Linked DNA regions of Mus musculus: regions 2 and 3 are each linked to region 1. A link is a contact called in public HiChIP or PLAC-seq data. All regions are on one chromosome and are shown on one strand. Each heading gives the region's core, a stretch centred on a gene start, on an enhancer-like site or on the middle of the called end of the contact. The rest is flanking DNA. Distances are from core to core; before and after follow the strand shown.

Region 1 (4,472 bases), core at 1,374-3,873:
CTGCCCACATTATTTCTGCCAACTGTCTGATGTGTTCACTCAGGCTGTGCTTTCTCTGTGAGGGTGTCCTCCCTTGGATTTGGGGGAAGAGTGCACACCCTGAAACTTGGGGGAGACACACCGTCTTTGCAGCTTGATTCACATTTTCTTACACAGCTGGAGATGGGTGCCAAGTGTCAAGTCTGACACAGGCTTAGACTAAAGTTTATTTGGGCACCCAAGGCTTGGCACTACATAAATGGAGGATGTGTCTGGTGGTCTGCTGGCTTGTCCTGAATCACAGGTATTTTTTTTCTGGATGATGAGATGATACAGTCTCTGTAAATACAGGGAGAACAGACCTTGCCTGGGTGGAGTAGCCCACACTTGTATTTCCAGCACTGGGGGAGCAAGCTCATGGCTAGACAGGGCTGCAAGATGAATTACATACCGCTCTGGCTCCAGTACAAGCTCCTGGCCCCCTTAAAACAAAACAAACCAATACTAACAACAAAAAGCCCACATAAGGGTCTGAACACAAGAAATGGCTTGTAGTAGGTAAATGAAACATAGTGAACTGCCTCTCCCCAGTGCCCACGAGCTCTATGAGCCAAAGAACAGGAGAGCATTTATTAACTCAGACCAGGGAACCAGGAGCAGGCATTTTTTTTTTTTTGGGTGGGGGGAGGGTATCTAAGGGATCATGCAAGGTTGAAGGACCAGAGCGACTTTTGAATCTCTGGCCGGGAGAATCTGGTTGTACTTAGACTTTGGGATGCAGACATAACCGAAAAGGGTACACAATAAAAATGTATTGGTGAGAGTCTGGAGAGATGGCTCAGTAGGTAAAAGGATGTACTTTTCTCATAAAGGACCTAAGGTCAGTCCCCAGCACCCATATCAGGTGGCTTATGGCCACCTGTAACTCCAGCTTTAGAGGGTTCAAGACTCTCTTCTGGCCCCCATGGCCACCTACACTAACAAGTACTCCCCTACCATACTCAGAATGAAACATAATGAAATTAATGTTTAAAATAATATTGGTGGACGAGTTTGGGTGTGAGCATTAGGATGCTAACAGGGGTCAGCATGGGTTGTATCTCACCAATGCAGTCCTAGAAACCAGGCAGGAAGGCACAGGCTGCCTTGCCTCCCTTCTGCCATGCCTTGGCCCAGCACCCATATTCTGCCTGCTCACCGTGGTTATCAGCTTTTCTCGATCCTCTGCCTTCCCCACGTGGCACACGATGCCAGTCACACTCAGGCCCTCTCCCTGTAGTGTGGCCACTGCACGGTCCACATTCTGCTGTTTGCGGCTGCTGACGACCACGTGGGCCCCATCTTCAGCCAGGCGCCGGGCGATGGCAAAGCCGATCCTACGAGGGTAAAAGGTGACACACTGTCAAGGCCTCTACCGCAGAGAAGAGGGCGAGAGCATGCGTGGGCTCTGCTTTCAGGCTTTCAGCACTGGACCCTCGCTCTCCCTGTATTCGAGCTTCACGCATTTCTACTAGGTAGAGTAGGCTTTTAATGGTGCGGACAGAAGGATAAGCTCAGATGATTTTATTATGATCTTGTCTTTTACCCCAGTTCCCGGGACTGACATCACCTGCCACAGCCTTCATGACCGATTATTGTACCTATGTCCAGTTGGGAAAGAGGGGAGAGAAATAGATGAGTGTTCAGTTGCCATGGACTTAGGGGCCTTGCTGGAAGAAGCCCATATCCCCAAATACCTCTTACCACACTACAACCTCACAATTCTATCTTTTGATATATTTGGGGGGGGCCTTCACCAAAAAAAGCATGGCTCAAAATGTAAATATCAATTACATATTTTATAATAGCCAGATGTTAGCTTTTCATAGACATCTGCATTACAGATTTTCAAGGAGTTTTTTAATTTAGTAAGGTCCTGTGGGGATTAAAAAACTGGATAGTTGAGAGTGGTGGGTGAGACAGGCTGGGCACGGAGGCCCAAATATACAGACTGAAGTAAAGATCTGGGCACGGGATCCAGGTAAGGGGTCCCTAGGGAGCAAGAACAGCAAGCAGAGCTTTGAAGCCGTGACTGGTTGTTTTGGTCTTCCCAGACTCTAGGTGGAGCTGTCGATTGGGGCAGCCCAGAAGCACCGGGACCTGGGTCCTTCTGGCAGCGCCGAGCTCTCACAAAGCCGAAGGCAACAGTGATACAAGGGCTAGCCTGTGGCAGGGCCAGGTCGGGGATTCGGAGCGATTTCAGGTCCACCATGTGGGTTTCCTTTTTCTCCCTCGGGGTGGCCTTTGGCCGCATCTGAGGCTCGAGGACAACAGTCCAGGAGTTAAAGAGTACTTGTTTCTGGATGAAGACTCTGGCTCTGGTACTCACCCGTCGGTGGAGGCTGTGACCAGGGCCACCTTATTGGAGAGAGGGTTTCGACGAGTCAACCCGGAACTGGCCATCCTCACCGACATCCACGCTTGAGTCCAACCACCTAACAGCCGTCCCGCTTTCTGCATAGTTCAGGCCAGGGGGTTGGGTTGAACTCTGCTAGGGGAGGGGACTGTTCAAAGGGCGGGAGGCTGGTCTAGCTGGGAGAGCTCTGACTTCCCAGACTGCCTGCCCCTCTTCTAGGACCGGCTCTGCGACGGCCCGGGACTAGGCGGGAGCCGCGGCGGTTGCGAGCGCTCCCTGCTGGCGCCCCGCGCCCCTTTGCCTGATTTGGGACTCCCGCAAATTCTCAGTCCAAGTTTCCTTCAAGACCCCCACACCTCTTCTACCAGAACCCCCAGCTTTTCCTGTGCCCCAGCTGCTCCTCCCACTTCTGCTGGTCCACCTTTTTTTGGGATGGGGTCTTAGGAGAGTCGTTGGAGAGGAAGCTTTGCAATTTTATTTATTTTTGTTTTGCTTCCTTAAACTCCAAATAATTCTTCCTTTATAAAAAGCCTGGGTTTGTATGCAGGACTGCACAGACAACTCATTTGGTAAAATGGTTGTTGAGCAAGCATGCTGGCCTGAGTTTGGATCTTCAGCATTAACATAAAAAGCAGGGCTTGTCACCTAACAGCTGTATTCCTAGCTTTAGATACACAGACAAGATGATTGTTGAGGCTTTTGGTCATCTGGTCTTGCCAATCCATGAGCTCCGGGCTCAGTGAAAAACCCCGTCTCAAGAAAAAGATAAGATAGGGAGTGGTAGAAAACAGTCCACGTTGACCTCTCGTATAGGCACATGTGTGCATACCCTACTCCCCCAGCCCCAGAAACACACCATGATGAGCGTAGTAAAAATGCCTTTAGACATGTAAAAAATAGCTTATTCAGGAACCCCACTACACCCATGGCTGTACTGATAACCAGAACATCACTCACTCAGGATAACCAGACACAGTCCTAGCACCCCACGATGCCCATTGGACAGTATCAAAGCAGAGACCAAGGGCAATGCTCTGCTCTGCACAGTTGGAGAGAAGCTACCCAGATCTGCCCTGTGTCTGGAGAGTCTTGCCAAGGATCCTGACCCTCGAATCAGAGACCACTAATAGAGGCTAGACCCAACCTTCAGTTAAGATATGTTACACAGCTGAGAAGCCCTGGGGAGACAGGCTTAGGACCTTAGTTAGGAATTTAGAGAGTGAACCTTGTGTGATGACCCTCTGCGTAAGAAAATAACACACACACACACACACCACACATCACATACAAGAAGGGCAAATGAATGAATGTTTTGAGACTGTCTGTGGAGGTGACACTTGTGCTCCTCACAGTGTCCATGTAGTGAGGGATGAGGAGGCCAGGTGACAAATGTGATAAGTTGTGACAGCTGGCCTAGGCCTGACACTATCTTTCCCTATGGCACAAAGTCTATTGCCAGTGGTTCTCAACCTGTGAGTCACAACCCCTTTGGGTTTGCCTAAGACTATTGGAAATATCAAATTTTTTCATTATGATTCATAACAGTAGCAAAAATTAGTTATGAAGTAGCAATGAAAATAATTTTATGACTGGGGGCCACAACATGAGGAACTGAATTAAAGGGTTGCAGCATTAGCCAGGTTGAGAGCCACTGAGGACTTCATCTTCAGACAGGCAGGAAATGACCACTGTGATACCCAGGGTGAAAAGATGGAGGTCCTGGGTCTATCTGATGCCAAAGGGTCGCCCAGCCACTTCCACAGACAGGGTGGAGATATGGAGACCGGGGAGCGCTATGATTTTCCATGCCCACCCATCTATTCTAGCTCAATAACTAACTGTTATGTGTGAGAGTGCTTGATTAACTGTAAACGACTAAGTATGGAGTGATTATTTTCACCAAACAGTAGTTATTATTACTGCCATAGGCCAGACTCTTCCTTTATGAACCGAGGATGTACAGTAGATGATAAATAAAATTCTCACCAGCTATAGATTCTGAGCCCAAGACTTTCATCTCTGCATCTCTGCCAAGTGGGTTGACCTGATCTCTCTCCCAGGGTCCTGGGAGAATTAGTGAACTTTGATGGCTTAAGAA
Region 2 (4,402 bases), core at 202-2,701, 260 kb after region 1:
AAGGGCTTTGTGCAGCCCCAAGTGGTCAGCACCAGGCCCCACATGCTTCCCAGCTAACTGCAAAAGGCACAAGTTAAGAACAACTTCCAAAACCGGGCTGCAAACAGGAACCTGCATTGATTTCCAAAAGAGCTGGCTCTGGAGGAATTTGTATTTCTGCCAAGTGGCTTCTTTACAATTCTTTTTAATGGAGTTCAGCCTCATTTAACCCTTTCCATTCCCCACACTTGTTTGTAAGTTGGCATATTATTCAATTTTCTTACATAATATGCCACACATTTGCAGTGGGACCTGTAGCAACTTCTGAGATGGCAGGATTCCTAGAAGACCCCAAAAGACTCTTCCAGGTCTAATGCGCTCTAGTTTAGCCCCATGGTTCCTCCATCCTCTGCCCTGGCTTGGTGGGAGCAAAGTCTAGGTCTCTGTGAAGGGAGCAGCTCAGCACACTGGTGTCTCTAGAGTAGCTGATAGTTTCACAGTGAAGAATCTAGATTCCGTCTTTTATGTCCTGGTACACCGGAAATGATTATCCATTCCTCCAACAAAAGTGTGTGCAGGTGAGATCAGGAGCATTCAGGGTGGTATGGCCAAGACAGTAGAGCTAGCCCTGGTGGCATAGGTGTGGGGGAGTGAGCCCAACAGTGAGAGAGGAGGTGAGCTGACCCTTGCCAGCTGTGCTACTTGGGTGGGGAAGAGCTGACACCCATGTGTAAGAACGGGAGAGTTGTCAGGTTTCCACCCAGGCCCAGATCCAGGGCTTTGAGTTGGCCCACCCCAACATCTACTCCATCTGTGAACTGCTGGTGTGTGTGAAGAGGCTGGTCCTCCAGAAGGAAAGCTGTAAGATCTGCACAATACAGAGCAACAAGAAGATATCTGACAGGAGTCCCGGGGAGGATCAGTACTGGTAGTGTAGCAGGAGCTAGTGGCCTCTAACCAGACCAATGAGCCATTGCAATGAGTATTTGCAAGAAAAGCTATTTAGGCAAAAGAGTATACTGTATGACACACTGTGACACACGGAAGTTTACATGGTGGGATATTTTGTTTGTTTTCTTTTGGGGGGAAAGTTGCAAGAGTGGAAGGAGGATATGGAGGGACTGGGAGACGAGTGGGTTTAGGGTGCATGATGTAAAATGCACAAAGAATCAATAAGAAGTTCTGGAAAATGAGTGCGGGCCTTTGGACATTCCCTGTCTGTGGGCTCACACTTCCAGTGATGCACAGTGCAGTTACTGACCGCCCCAATCCTCTGGAAGCCAACTCTCTCCCTTTCAGCAGAGGACCTGTGCTAAGAGTGTGTGGGTCCTAAAAGCCTCTGATCTCCCTAAACTCTACAGCCCTCCATTTCTGAGGTCAGGGAGCCTTGGAAGAATACGGCAAACCTACCTCGGGCCAGTGGACTCAGGCACTCAGATTCCTGGAGGGATGTCTCAAGCTGCAGCAGTCACAAAACTACGCGGGTGACAGCCGCCTGCTTTATAGAGGTCTATCCCATCCTCTCTCGCTTCTCAGTCGCCGCCCTTAAGATCACCCTGCTTATTTTCTGTAACACTCCCAAACCCTTTTGATGACTCACGCTGTGTCCTTAGAACTACCTCAGGGTCACCCCCTGAGGCACACCCTTCTATGGCCCCAGATGGGTCCCTAGTAACAGAAGATTAGGAAGAAGACCACTTTATTCCTAGAGTCATTACAGAGAAAATGGCAATTGCAGTAAGAGAGAAGACCCAGAGAACTGAGTTAGGTTATGTGTCAGTACATATCTATTAAATAAATGCAAATATATATATATATGTATATGTATACATTTATATCATACAGAACCAGGGCAATAGATATCCAAGTGGCCAAGATATCCTAAAGGAAACTGTCACAGAAAAAAATCCTGAAGAGCTGTGAGCACCAGGAAACACTGCAGCAGATTTTTATCAAACTCACCACATTCTAAAATCTTTTCTTTTTTCTTTTCTTTTCCTTCTTTCTTTCTTTTCTTTTTTTTAAAATCAAATCCACTCCATTCTAATCTACCATTTTGACCCCTCTGGAGGCATATTTGTCACAGAGCACCAGATGTTTCTGCCAGCAGCACACGCCTCCTCCTGGCATCTTTGTAAACGTTGTTCATTCTCTGCAGGTTCCCTAAGACCTCAGGCACTGTTGTGCAATGTTTAGGTACTCGAGAATCATTTGCAGATTGAAAGGCTGTCACCTCACAATGGGGTACCGTGAGTTTTAGACATGTGCTTATCTCTTCTTTGAAAGTGGTGACATCCCTACATATAGCATACACCAAGTCTATTGGGAAACATTTCAAAGATGAAGAACCGAGATGGGTGATAAAGCTGCTACCCACATTTGACAAGCACTGACATTTCTTCCTGTTTTCTCCAACTTCTATTTAAACGTTAAAAAAAAAAAAGTATTAAAACTTGAACAGAAGTTCTTCTGTGCCTCTTCCGTATCCCATTCCCGTCTCCCTGCCTTCCCAAGCGGCACCATCATCCAGAAGTTACCTGCTTCCCTCTTGTCCACAAGTTTGCATCTCTACTATGTATGCAGCAATGCACACAGAGCATTTCTCTTGCTTTGGTACTTTACTAAGCATGGTATTATCACTCTAAACATACGAAACTTCCTAGTTCTCTGCAGTCTTAGGACTTGGCTATTGAACTGGACAAGTAGCTTCTCTAGTTTATTCATTTGTGCAGCTATAACTATTGCACAGACATAAAATTAGCCTATTCTTTTCCCCTGCTGATGGACAATTACATTGTTTAAACTTTGATTACAAAAAGGAAAAAATGTTACTACATCATCCTGTGAAGTTCCCCCTTGCACCAGATGTGAGCTGCTCTCCAGAGAGCATACTTGGAAGGAGGCAGATGGACCCAAGGGCACATGGGTCACCAGCACAAGCTCAGTGTGCTAAATTCATGTCCACCGGGCAAACCTTTAGTGCAGTCCCTCTGCCCCAATTCACTTCTTTAGTGACCCACTCTCATCATTAACTCCCTGTGTTACTGAGGATGACTTTGAACTTGTGACCCTCCCACCTCTACCTCTGAGAGCTGAATTATAAGAGTGTACCACCACACTTGGTTTGTGCAGTGCTGGGGATCAAACCCAGGGCTTCATACTTGTGAGGCAAACGTTCGCCCAACTGAGCTATCTATACCACAGGTCTCTCTTATTCCTTATAGACAATTCTCTCATAGCCTTTTCTTTCCTTAAATTCCTAACATCATTTGGTTCTGCTCTTTCGGTTGATGACCTTGCTTCTTATGGTACAGGGAAGAAGGTGCAACAGAGAGACTGCCCATCCCCTACCTACATCTCAAACTCTCTGCTTTCCCTCCGAGGATAAGCTGCAGCGCTCTGATATAAAGCTGACCTAAGCCTGACCTCTGAATCCTTCTCACCTCAAGGATGTTGTTCTTTGCTGACTTAGCGCACAAACACTCTGTGTTGGCTCTCAAACTTGGGACAAACAGCTAATTCTGGTGTATATTCAACATATCAAAGCGTACCTGGTCAGCCGGTTCTCCCAGCATCCCTCAGTTCCTACCTGTTACAGGGTGCGGCTGGCATACCCTGCTCTTTACCCTAAACTTCTCCAGTCCAGTGGCTGGGCAGCCCTTCCCCCAACTGCCTTTCCCTACATCATCCAGCCATTTTGGTGACCTGGTCCTTTTGTCTACCCTTTACCCTCCCTGGCCTTTTGGTCTTCTGCTTCTCCCCTCTTCCCTCCTCTCACATCCCTCCCCCCTCTCCCCTTCACCCCTTTTCCCTTTCCTTTCCCACCTCCCCTCTCCTCTTCCCCCTCTCCCCTCCTCCCTCTCCTCACATGGTCCAGCCTACTGCAACCATCCTGCGTAAGTGGCGACATCCTCTGAGATCAGTCTCTGTCCCCTTCCCCTGCTTACTTATCCCGAATGACATTTATCATCACCTAACATACTATGTACATATCCCTGTCTTGTGAGTACAAATCATCTAAAGAGCAGGACCTTTGCTTCATTCATGGCTGTGTGCTCAGCGCAAGGCTTAGCATGTGATGGCAGCTCGACGAATATTTGTTAAATGAATAAACGAATTCTTTTTCCTGAGAGTGAAAGGATTGTGTTTACTATATTTAATTTTTTGAGATGAGGTCACATTCTGTAGCCTTGGTTGTCCTGAAACTCACTCTGGTTGCCTAGAATGGCCTCAGGCTCCCAGAGATCCCCGACCTCTAATTCCCAAGTCCTGAGACTAAAAGGCTTGTGCCATATGTGCCTAGCTACACTTAGTCTTTAATTCAATTTAATTGTTGTTAAATGTGGCTAAAACTGAAGTCTAAAGGGCTGGGATACAGTTCAGTTGTTAGAGCACCTGCAATAGATTAAATTCCAAACACTAC
Region 3 (4,413 bases), core at 651-3,150, 270 kb after region 1:
CACAGCTCCCCAATAATGGAAGTGAGACACTGAGAGGGCTGATAATGAATTTAGAGTCTTATTTTTAAAAGGACCAGTGACCATAAGAGGACTCAAATAAGTGGGTAAAGCAAGGAGATCAATTTAAGACTAGGACAAGAAAAACAATTGCTGAAAAAGGGGAAGAAAGAAAGAAAGAAAGAAAGAAAGAAAGAAAGAAAGAAAGAAAGAAAGAAAGAAAGAAAGGAAGGAAGGAAGAAAGGAAGAAAGAAAGAAAGAAAGAAAGAAAGAAAGAAAGAAAGAAAGAAAGAAAGAAAGGAGAAGAGAGAAAGAGGGAGGGGGAAGGGAGAGAGAGGAAAAAGAGTCAACCACTCAAATAAGAAACACAATAGAAAGCATGATCAACAAACAAGATCAAACAGGAGAATCAGATTAAAGAGCGGAGGACAGATTCAAGATGATCGTATAGTCAAGGCGTTATGCAACAGAACACAACACTGTTGGGGGTGATCCAACTTCCAAGGAGTTTGAAATATAGTCAAGAGACTGGACCTAAGAACTCACAGACTAAAAAGATCACAGACAAAGTCAAAAGGTGTAGATAATTTAGTTAACGAACTTATAGGAGGAAAATTCCCAAACCTAGAAAAAGAAATGGACATCTAAACACAAGAGCCATGTAAACAATAAACATGAGCAGTAAACCACCTCCCCATGACATCTCATAGTCAAAAATGCAAAACAAAGAAACAGTATGACAAGCTCTGAGGGGAAGAAAACACCAACAACACATCATCAGAAACATCACAATGTCAGAGCTTCACCAGCAACCCTGAAAGCATAGCATGGTATATTTAAACCTCTGAGAGTAAACGACACAACCAAAATGGCTTTATCTAACACAGTTACCTCTTTAAATTGATAGAGAACTGAAAATATTTGAAGACAAAACGAAATTAAGCCAACGTGTAGCAATGAAGCCAGCACTGTGGAAAATGCTTAAAGAAATAGTATACAGAAAAAGAGGAGGAAGTCTCGCCTGCAAGAAAGTTCATCCCCTGAGAGGAACGGATAATGAAAGAGCAGGAGAGATCCAACCCAACCATGCCCAACATAGCAAACCAGAAAACTGCTAACACTAACAGAGTAGGAATGAGAGAAGCACAGGTAATCTGACTGACCAGGACAATTAGCAAAATCATAGGAAATACCAAGCTCATCCCAATAACAACCTTGTTAATAAATAATCCATCAATAAAAATGTAGACTAAATGAATTTAAAAATATATAAGATCCAATATCTGTGGTACCCAAGAAACTCACTTAACTTGGAAAGACATCCCAAAACTGAATCAAATGCTGGAGAGTTCTAACAGAAGATACAGCAGCCTATAGGCTGATTCTTCCATCTGATTAAGTATACTTCAAGCAGAACTGGTCAGAAGAGAGTTTTAAAGGCCACTATATATTAATAAAGGAAACAAACCATCAGGGGCATATAACAATTATAAGGACTTATGCAACAAACATTGGGGCTCTCAGTTTTTTTAAACAGATACCAAAGGAATAAAAGGCCATGCTGGTCCTGATGCAGAGGTAGTGAGGAGCTTCTATACCCTCCTCTCGTCATGAGATAGGTCTTCTAAAGTAAAATCAGTAATGAAGCCTCACAGCTAAATTGGATCATAGAACAACTTGATTAAAAGGTATTTCTGGACTATTCCATCCAAAAGTTAAGAATACACACTCTTCTCAGTGACAGATGGAGCCTTCTCTAAAATTGATCACATCATAGGCCACAAAGCAAACCTTAAGAAGTACAAGAAAAAAAATTCAAAATCATTCCTGGCTCCTTATCAGACCACAGTGGAATAAAACTACAAATCCACGGCCATAGAAACCACAGCCATAGCAACCACAGTCATAGCAACCACAGTCATAGCAACCACAGCCATAGCAACCACAGCCATAGTAACCACAGCAACTACAGAAATACATGGAAAGTGAAGAAAACAGTTTTGAATGAACAGTAGGCTACTGAAGAAATCAAAGATTAATTCCGAGTCAAAGTCACACACAGCCCAGAGAACCTCTAGAACACAGCCAAGAGTTCTGAAAGAAAGAATTAGCAGTAAGTGCTCATGTTGACATTAGAGACCCCTCAAGCAAATGACCTAATGATGCCCCTTCAGGCTCCTTCAGATAAACAGGAAGAAGCCAAACCCAAGCCCAATACACAGTAACAAACATAAGATTAGATTTTAAAACACACACACACACACACACACACACACACACAATAAATACTAAGAGAACGATACATAAAATCTTTCAAACAGGGCCTGGAGAGACGGCACAGAAGTCAAGAGCACATACAGCTGGCACATCTGGCAGTTCTCAACCACTTATACATCCATCTTTGTGGGAACCCAGTGTTTCTAGCATCTGTGTGCACCATATAAGCATGCAAATATCCAACACACACACACACACACACACACACACACACAGGGAGGGAGGGAGAGAGGGAGGGTGGGGGATGGGGGAGAGAGAAAGAATTTTAAAGTTCTTTTAAAAAATCACTTAAGCAAATAGTTGGTTCTTTGAGACGATTGACAGTATAGCAAACCCTTAGCTAAACCAACACAAAGAAGAAGATACAAATAAAGAAACTAAGGGATTAAAGAAGAGTTGTTACAACAGATGCCAATGAAACCCAGACAATACTTTGGAAAGACTGAGAAAAGCTTTATTTTAAAAACCTGGGAAACCCAAAATAATGGCTAAATTTTCAAACTAATGTGACCTACCAATATCAAAGCCAGACTACAGAAACAATTTAAACAAACTGTTAGCAAACAATGAGATTGAAGCAGTGATTTAAGCCTCCCTATGAAAAGGCTCCCTGCAGATTCTCTGATGAATTTTATCAACACTTTAAGGCAGATCCAACATCAACACTTCTCAAGCCATTCCATCAACGAGAAAGAGAAGGAACACAACCAAACTCAAAAAGCCAGCATTACCCTAATTCCAAAGACAGATTTAAAAGATAATAATAACAAAAATCCAATAGCACATTCCAGCTCAGGGACTGGAGAGAGGACTCCAGCTAAGGCTGCTTGCTTCTTTTCGGAGAACTGGAGTTCAGTTCCCAACACCCACATCAGGTGGCTCTCCACTGCCTGTAATCCCAGCTCTAGAGGACCTGGTGGTTTCTGGCTTCTATAGGCACCTGCACTCACCACTCACCTTCACACAGAGAGACTGAGAGACAGGGAAAGAGAGGAGGGAGGTAATTTTAAAAAATACGGGCTAGAGAGATGATTCAGCAGTTAAGAGCATATATTGCACTTGCAGATGGACCCAAGTTCAATTCTGAGCATTTTTATCATGCTGTTCATAGTCAACTGTAACTCCAGCTCCAGGTGGATCCAATAACTCTGGTCCCACAACATATCTGCCTGCCTGCCGCCATGTGTTCTTCCACCAAGAAAGCCATGGACTAACGGCCTAAAGCTGTAAGCAAGCCTTCAATGAAATGTCTTCCTTTATATGCTTCCTTGGCCATGGTGTCTCTTTAGAGCAATAAGAAAACAGTAACTAAGACACCATTATCAAGTTGGTTTTATTTCAAGGATGCAGGCTGGTTCAACACACACAAATAACTAAGTGTAATTACCATGTAAATAGATATAAGGACAAAAATCACATGCTATCTTACTATATTTATGGATGCAGAAGAGGTATTTGACAAAGCTCAGCATGCCATGATGATAAAGTTCTGGAAAAAAAAAAAAAACAGAACCTACCTCAACACAATAAAGGCTATATACTCACACCAGCACTATACTAAATGGGAGAAAACTGGGGGCCTTTTCTCTAAAATCTGGACTGAGACAAGATGCCCACTCTCTCCACTCCTATTCAAAACTATGCTAAAGATCTGAGCTAGAACAATTAGATAAGAGAGATATATAAAAATAATATCAGTAGGAAAGAAGTCAGCTTACCTGTGTGTGCAAATGAGGTGGTTCTATACTCAAAAGACCCTACAGACTCCACCAGAAAACTACTAGATTAATAAACACTCTCCATAAAGATCAATAACTTAGCCAAGCAGTAGTGACACATGCTTTTGATCCTAACACTCAGGAGGCAGATGCAAGCAGATCTCTGAGTTTAAGGCCAGCCTGGTCTACAGAGCAAGTTCCAGGGCATCCAGGGCTACACAGAGAAACCCTGTCTCAACCCCCCACCCCCCAAAAAAACTAAAACAAACTCAGGAAGTGTCATATGTACCAATAAAATGAAACCAACTTGGTAGTGGTGTCTTAGTAACTGTTTTGTTTTTGCTGTAAGGAGACACCATGACCAAACAGCATACAAAAGAAAGCTTTCATTGAGGACTTGCTTACAGTTTTTGACGATTAG

What was found. HiChIP or PLAC-seq counts read pairs in DNA pulled down with a chosen protein or histone mark.
Region 2: a contact with region 1 is called in an H3K4me3 HiChIP or PLAC-seq map of embryonic basal ganglia, with 3 times the contacts expected there. The contact joins the promoter of Dhrs2 here to the promoter of Dhrs4 in region 1. A contact is called at or near these places in 4 of 39 promoter capture datasets (the HPC-7 cell line, cranial neural crest, pre-B cells and 1 more), 3 of 115 datasets of contacts at active chromatin or transcription factors (embryonic basal ganglia, forebrain and stem cell-derived neural progenitor cells) and 3 of 9 other capture datasets (embryonic stem cells, liver and pancreatic islet).
Region 3: a contact with region 1 is called in an H3K4me3 HiChIP or PLAC-seq map of forebrain, with 4 times the contacts expected there. The contact joins the enhancer-like site here to the promoter of Dhrs4 in region 1. A contact is called at or near these places in 11 of 39 promoter capture datasets (the 3T3-L1 cell line, the HPC-7 cell line, cranial neural crest and 6 more), 1 of 484 Hi-C or Micro-C datasets (muscle stem cells), 5 of 115 datasets of contacts at active chromatin or transcription factors (bone marrow-derived macrophages, embryonic basal ganglia, forebrain and 1 more) and 3 of 9 other capture datasets (adipose tissue, embryonic stem cells and liver).

Annotation. Positions count from the first base shown.
Region 1 is chr14:55,476,909-55,481,380 of GRCm38.p6, reverse strand. It overlaps Dhrs4 (dehydrogenase/reductase (SDR family) member 4), which reads right to left and starts at 2,623. Exons shown (of 8, transcript NM_001037938.2): 1 at 2,348-2,623; 2 at 1,178-1,355. The coding sequence starts at 2,478.
Region 2 is chr14:55,219,056-55,223,457 of GRCm38.p6, reverse strand. It overlaps Dhrs2 (dehydrogenase/reductase member 2), which reads right to left and starts at 1,451. Exons shown (of 11, transcript NM_027790.2): 1 at 1,390-1,451.
Region 3 is chr14:55,202,743-55,207,155 of GRCm38.p6, reverse strand. No RefSeq gene overlaps it. Among named protein-coding and RNA genes, the nearest start is that of Dhrs2, 17 kb to the left of the region's middle. Within about 2 kb of position 1,900, at least 52 of the 459 cell types and tissues checked have an H3K27ac peak or open chromatin away from gene starts, as enhancers often do. A contact at or near this core is called in embryonic basal ganglia and forebrain, where this site is marked.